Regions from separate parts of the Sus scrofa genome. Here region 2 is linked to region 1. Evidence: chromatin contacts called from public promoter capture Hi-C data. All regions are on one chromosome and are shown on one strand. Each heading gives the region's core, a stretch centred on a gene start, on an enhancer-like site or on the middle of the called end of the contact. The rest is flanking DNA. Distances are from core to core; before and after follow the strand shown. Region 1 holds the start of C2H19orf43. Region 2 holds the start of FBXL12 (F-box/LRR-repeat protein 12).

Region 1 (3,808 bases), core at 321-2,820:
AGGTCCTGCCACTTCCCCTCCCTCAAGCATAAGTCTTGCTCTGAACTTTCCTCCTGGTCCTCTATTTTCTCCCTCAGACTGAGGGTTTCTCATGCCACAGGAGCTCCAAAAGGCTTTACAGAGATCCCATCTCCACCCCTCAACCAGGTATGAAGTGACCTGCACTGCCAGGACTATTCTCACACTCATTTTTGACAGATGAATAAATGTGACCCCCACCCCCATCCAGTATTCTCAAGTCCACACTGTGTTCTCCACACCACAGGAACTTGCTCTCAACACCAGAGACAAAGAAAGCTCAGAGCTGACTATCAATAGAGGTGCCATTTCTTTAGTCTAGAGCTTCTCAATCTCATCTAATGACATCCTGAACTGGATCATCTTTGTTGAGGTGGAAGGAGGGAAAGGTTGTTCTGCGCACTGTAGCATGTTGAGCAGCATCATGCCTGTCCTCTACTTATGTTAGTATCACTCCCTCCCCCAGTTCTGACAACCAAAAATGTCTCCAGACTGCCAAATGTGGGGATGGGGTGGGGGGAATTGCCCCCAATTGAGAACCACTGGTTTAGCTCTTCCTATAAGACAGAACCAGTGCTAATCACACCAGAAGATGGGATGATGTCCATTTTTGCAAGCAGGGAAAATGAGATTAAGCCAGTTCTGACGCTCCAGGAAAGCAGCGATAACCTGTAGTGTTCAACAAGGCCTATCCATCACCTAGCACGGTGCCCAGCACAAGGTAAGGTGCTCAATAGACAGTGGAGGAATGAGACTCGGGAAAGACACGAAAATCTCCTAGGGTCACACAGTAAGTAGTCTGAGTCTCTCATCCACACAATTCAGACTCCAGACTTGACTATATCCCCCACTCCCATAGTGGGAGATGGTCCCAGTATCCAAAGTTCGGGTACCACTCAAACAGTGGTATTCAGGTTTCCCCATCCCCGGAGCGCTGTTTCCAATGGAATTTCTCCCAGTTCTTGCGGGCAGGCTCCAGGGGTCCCCACCTCCGCCCCCAGGCCTCTCTCGTCCAGGTTCCGAATCCCCAGCACTTTATCCAGAGAGTAGGGTGGACCCGATACCCTTTCTCGGGCCCAATTCCCCCGACCGAGGAAGGCCCTGGCGCCCGCCCCCACCCCCGCGGCTCCTTACGAAGCTGAGCGTGGGGCCCGGGCCGCCCTTCCTCTTCGGATCCCCGGGACCCGCGGCGGCGGCGGTGGCCGGCTGGTCGGGTCGCTGCGGGCCCGGGGGCGGCTCCTCCTGCCGCTGCCGCTGCTCCTCCTCCATCTTCCGCTTGAACAGCTCCAGGAAGCTGCCGTCGTTGGCGAACAAGTTCACGCCGCCCGTCACAGGGCTCGAACTAGCGCCCGACACTTCATCATCCCCGCTCTCGGGCGACGTCCCGGGCCCCGACTCAGCCCATCGGCTCCCGCCGCCGCCACCGCCCGCGGGGCCCGGCGCCTCCCGGCCCGGAGGCTCCGCCCGTCTCCCTCGGGCAGCCATTTTGTCGCCAGGTGCCGCGCAAAGGACTCCGGGAAGGCCGCTCCGACCCCGCGCTTGGCGCCCGACTTGCCTCGTCCCGAGCAATGCATGCTGGGAAGACCCGTCTAGTCCTCTAGCGTCCGCAGTGGGGGCGGGGCACGCGGGGCGGGGCGAAAGAGGAGTAAAGCTTGAAGCCGCGCACCAGCAGACAGATACATCGCCCTGCCTAGCGGATTATAGTAACCCAACTAAACTTCCGCGAGCGTTACGCAGACATGGTCTCCCCCGAAATAAGGCTATCGTCTAAGCCTACGGCGATAGCTGGCTCTCGGAGTGAGGTTCCCGCCTGGGACTTGGGGGCATATTCGCTTTTCTGGCACCAGAGAAAATCTCAACGTGGGGAAGGACTTCATCTGAGGCTGTGTGTTCAGCTGAATCTTCGGAACCTGGGTCCCTAACTAGATCTCGGGGGTACATCTAGTCTGGGCCCCCAGAATAGAAATGGAGGCGTCTCTGGGTTGGGTACCTGTCTTCTGAAATGGAGCTTTCATTTGGGAATAGAGACACCGCTTGCTCGAAGGAACTGGGGTCCTCATCTGAAAGTCAGGGTATTATTGTATGCGCTAGAGTACTTAGGTGAAGCCGCGGATATTTCTAGACTGCAGTCCCTATCTAAGGTAGAGTGTCCTCCAACGGCCTGGAACCGAGCATGTATTCCTGGGGCAGAGGTTCAAAAAGATAATTGGCTGAACTGCAGACTCCCCTCGAATAGGGAGCAAAGTGGAAGGAGGTTTTCGAGAACAGACCCCTTCTACGACAAAGAGCGAGGTTGCAAATGTTGGCCCTGCCCTGCGTGGGGCTCAGGGCTCAATGGACAAGGATCTGTGGCTTTCGCCCATAACTGGAGTTGTTCTGCCTCTAACCACTGGCACCCCGAGGACCTATCTCAAGATAGCTAATCGGTTCGTCTATGATTGGTTCGCGTCAGGAGCTCAATGGCTCCCAGCCAGTTGCCAGTTAGGTAACAGAAGAGACAGACCTGAGGCGGTGTTGGGACCAGATTTGGAAAATAGGGGGAAATGATCGACATGAAGTTGAGCCTATGGAGTCAGGTAGGAATGGACCTCGGATCAAACTTCTTGGAAAGGGCATGGACCGTGTGTTTGGCTGGTTGCTAAGGGGAGGTCGGCCGCTACAGGGACGTGAGAGTGATTGGTGAAAATAAGAAAAGATGAAGCCAATGGAAGGAGTGTGGCAAGACGTAGGGCCCAATCAGTGAAGGGGAGTGACCTGGAAGGTACCAATATGTTAATTAGGCAGGGGGAGTCTTTGAAAAAATATAGACAAGAGGTTGACAAGGTGAACCTTGGAAGGGGATAATATGGAAATATAGCTTCTATTATCACCTAAAAGTCAGATCATGAGAAAATTAATTCACGCTTCTAGCCGTGACGGGATATGATAGGAAATTTCCCCTGTAGGTGCTTTGCATAGTTCGCTCCGCTTGATCACGTGAGCCGGGTCCAAGATGGCGGCAGGGGTGGCCGGGTGGGGGGTTGAGGCAGAGGAGTTCGAGGATGCCCCTGATGTGGAGCCGCTGGAGCCCACGCTTAGCAACATCATCGAGCAGCGTAGCCTTAAGTGGATCTTCGTTGGGGGCAAGGGTGGCGTTGGCAAGACCACCTGCAGGTAAGGAGGCTGCGGCGGGGGCCGAGAAAACGGGTGGGATGTACCACCGGTTAAAGGGGAGGCTATGGGCCGGTCTTCCACAACCAACATGGCTAGAAGGCTGGCCCGGGGTCTTCAGGGTTGTACTCTCCGGAAATTACGTGGAGTAAGTGGAAGATACCTCCTGAATGTAGGTCCGCATCTTCTGAATCGTACAATCTGCTGGAGTTCAAGGGCTGAACCACATTTGATCCAGCGCACTGGGGGCCCGGAGCGCACTTAGATGTCTCAGTCAGCTGGACTGTACCAGATTGACCTCAGGGTAGGGCGAGGGGCACCAGGTGAACCCACTAGTCTGGTGAACCTTGCCATTATATGCCAACGTGGGAGTGGAGGTGGAAGGCTGGGAGAGGGCATATGATCAGGCTATCCCAGTCATCTGGGAGGAGGGAGAGGGGTCCCTCGGATAGAGTACCTGGGAAAAGTGAGTTGAACCATAGAGTTTAGCCGAAGACGCGAAGGATCCCTTAGCTTAGCGTTGTCGAAAGGGGCAGAGAGTCGAGCTATACTGGCTAGACAGCTGGACATGCCACTTTGCTAGTAAAGAAGTAAGCATCAGGCCAGACCGACATTCATTAGAACCTTGCTACTCTAACCA
Region 2 (3,466 bases), core at 426-2,925, 2.4 Mb before region 1:
TTTCTTTTTTGCTTTTTGGGGCTGCACCTGAGGCATATGGAAGTTCCCAGGCTAGGGCTTGAATTGGAGCTACAGCTGCTGGCCTAAACCACAGCTCACGTACACTGGATCCTTAACCCACTGATCAAAGCCAGGGATTGAACTTGAGTCCTTGTGGATACTAGCCAGGTTCGTTACTGCTGAGCCATGATGGGAACTCCCTCCACTGACTTTTTTTTTTTTCTTTCTTTCTTTTGATAGGCAAGTAATAGATTTATTAGGATAGGATGCTTGTGAGAGATGTAAGCAGGCAGGGAAGGGGGCTCTGCCCTGAGGATCTGGTAGGCTGCAGTTTTATCCTCTGGTTTTTTTTTTGTGTGTGTGTGTGTGTGTGTCTTTTTAGCTATCTCTTGGGCTGCTCCCGAGGCATATGGAGTTTCCCAGGCTAGGGGTCGAATCGGAGCTGTAGCCACCGGCCTACGCCAGAGCCACAGCAACGCGGGATCCAAGCCTCGTCTGCAACCTACACCACAGCTCATGCAATGCCGGATCCTTAAACCAATGAGCAAGGGCAGGGACCGAACCCGCAACCTCATGGTTCCTAGTCGGATTTGTTAACCACTGCGCCACGACGGGAACTCCTTTGTTTTTTTTTTTTTTTTTTTTTTTTTTTTTTTTTTTTTTTACCTCGTTCTTTCTGACAATTTGAGATCCTAGAAGTGGGATGCTTGGTCTGACAGGGGCTACAATCTTATGTTGCCAAACTGTCTTCAAAGATTTTGCATCAATTCTGCCCCAACTGCTGTGGTTGAGAAAGTCTGTTTCCTCATATCAGAGCCAGTGTGGGTATTTTTTGGCTTCCTCATCTTTCTTAATCTGATAAGTGAATTCCATAGTGTTTTACTTTGAATTTATTTATGGATAAGTGTAAGCATACAGATTATTTAAGTTTTATTCAGGTACAGTTGGTATACCAAATTGCACACATTTAGCATGTACATCTTAATGAGTTTGCATTTCTTTTTGAAACAGTTTTCAGCATCTCCAATTTCTTGTGTGTATTAAAAACATTTATTGCCATTTGTTGAGTGTGATTTGGCAAAAGCTACTCAGAATTAAACTCCTCATGTCCTTTGACCCATAAGCACAGCTCCTGTTTATTTATCCTATAGAAATAAAAACATAGGAAGTATATTATATATATGTGTGTACATAAACCTGCATACGTATATACATACATACATATGTAACAGAATGCTTAGCTCCAATATTGTTTATGGTAATAGGTCTGGAAGCAACCGGAATACTCATCAATACGGGAATGCTTGAGTAAATTTCACTGCCTTTATGAATTGCAACTTATAAAAATGAGTGCTGTTTACGAGAAGGAAGTCAGTTCAGGTTCTGAGGAGAATCATTTGACACCATCAATAAAAACGAAAAATTCAACACTCCTTTTAACAAGCTATTTATAAACAAAACAAAAGCTATTTCACTCTTGCAAATTTACCCTCATGTACATGCATCACAAAGCTCTAAAGCTGAGACCTCTCTCTGCGGAGTCCTCTGCTCTCGGCTCTGCCCTCAATCCCGCCTTCAGGGCTTGTCACCGCCCCAGCCCCGCCTTCTGGGTTCGGCCCTCGTCCCGGCCTCGCCCCCAGAGTAAGGTTTCCCCCCCCTTAACCCCGCCCTTGGTTTGCGTCACCGCCTCAGCCCCGCCTTCCCGGCTTAGTCCCAGTTCTCAGCTGCATTTTTGGTTCGGCGTTCAGATCCTGTGCTGCTCTGGCTCCAGTGCCCAGCCACGTCCCCGCAAGAGGAAAGCTGAATCTCTGCTGGCTACCTGAAGCCGCGACCACCTCCGTGCCAGCACCCTCACTTCCCCCACCTCCTTGGTCGCCCTCAGAACGAGTCCCCGAGTCCCTCTGGACGGAAACGGAAATGCGTGTCGGCGGGATGATGGCGACTTTTGCCGACTTGCCGGACTCTGTCCTGTTGGAGATCTTCTCTTACCTCCCGGTCCGGGACCGGATCCGCATCTCCAGGTGCGGCCCCGCCCCGCGGGAGGGAGGGGCCGGGCGGGGGGCATGCTAGGAGGTGCAGACCTGGACCCCGCGGGGCCGTGGTCGTTCTAACGGCGGGTCCCCTCCCCCAGGGTCTGTCACCGCTGGAAGAGGCTGGTGGACGACCGGTGGCTGTGGCGACATGTCGACCTGACGCTCTACACGGTATGCGGGGCTGGCCGGGAAGGCCTGGGCCTCGGTAGGTTTAGCCTGACCTCAAGGACCACGCCTCCAACCCTTGTTTCGAGCGAGGCTCTCCCAGGTGCTCCCGGCTGCGCCGCCTGCTTGCTCAGCTGTGACCTCTGGGCCTCAATTTCTCCATCTCCAAAATAATGGGTATAACCAAGATCGTTTGGGGAAAGGGCTTATTGATGAGTTTTCACGGAAAAGTAATTTTTTGTAGTCAACTTATTTCCAGAAGTAATCTCCTGAAGAGTGCAATCACACCATTTCCACTTTCTTCCGTTGTTTTTTTTTGTTTGTTTGTTTGTTTGTTTTTTTTTGCCTTTTTGTCGTTTTGCCTTTTCTAGAGCCGCTCCTGCGGCACATGGAGGTTCTCAGGCTAGGGGTCCAACCGGAGCCGTAGCCTCCCGCCCACTCCAGAGCCACAGCAACGCCGGATCCGAGCCGCATCTGCGACCTACACCACGGCTCAGGGCAATGCTGGATCCCCAACCCACTGAGCAAGACCAGGGATTGAACCTGCAACCTCATGGTTCCTAGTCGGATTGTCAACCACTGAGCCACGACGGGAACTCCTGCATTTTATTTTTCTTTTTATTATGAACTATTTTAAATACAAATGGAAATGCATAGGGGATAATATCTGAAACCATGTACTCACCATCTAGATTTAACCTTTATTAACCTTTGCTTTATTTGCTGCAGATCTTGAGAAACATAAATGTTTATGTATACATATATACATACAACATTTACAGGTTATTTGTTGCACTTTTTGAAACCCTCCACTATTTTTTTTCTTTATTGGTGGTGTGCGGAAGTTCCCGGACCGTGGATGGAACCTGTACCCCACAGGAGCCACACAAACAACTACAGTGACAATGTTGGATCCTTAACTGCTGAGTCACAAGGGAATTCCATTTCTAGAGTTTAGATAACCCTATTCTATTTAGATAATGAAATGCTATTTTACCCCTAACCAGCTTTTCTTTTGTTTTTTTTATGGCTGCACCTGCAGCATATGGAAAATCCAGTCAGAGCTGCAGTTGCCGGCCTAAGCCACAGCCACTGCAACTTGGGATCTGAGATGCATTTAGCTCATGGCAACAGATGGATCTTTAACCCACTGAGTGAGGCCAGGGATCCTACTCTCATCCTCATAGATACCAGTTGGGTTTGTTTCTGCTGAGCCACAATGGGAACTACCCCCAACCAGCTTTATTCACACATTGCTTTTGAGATAA

The links. Promoter capture Hi-C pulls out the DNA fragments that hold promoters and counts their contacts.
Region 2: a contact with region 1 is called in a promoter capture Hi-C map of fetal liver, with 4 times the contacts expected there. The contact joins the promoter of FBXL12 here to the promoter of C2H19orf43 in region 1. A contact is called at or near these places in 2 of 5 promoter capture datasets (fetal liver and liver) and 1 of 47 Hi-C or Micro-C datasets (skeletal muscle).

The regions. Positions count from the first base shown.
Region 1 is chr2:66,260,148-66,263,955 of Sscrofa11.1, reverse strand. It overlaps C2H19orf43, which reads right to left and starts at 1,570. Exons shown (of 3, transcript XM_003123323.4): 1 at 1,153-1,570. The coding sequence starts at 1,503. It overlaps ASNA1 (ATPase ASNA1), which reads left to right and starts at 2,821. Exons shown (of 7, transcript XM_003123324.4): 1 at 2,821-3,171. The coding sequence starts at 3,011.
Region 2 is chr2:68,700,126-68,703,591 of Sscrofa11.1, reverse strand. FBXL12 (F-box/LRR-repeat protein 12) reads left to right here and starts at 1,675. Exons shown (of 3, transcript XM_013987420.1): 1 at 1,675-2,021; 2 at 2,132-2,238. It also overlaps a transcript of UBL5 not described here.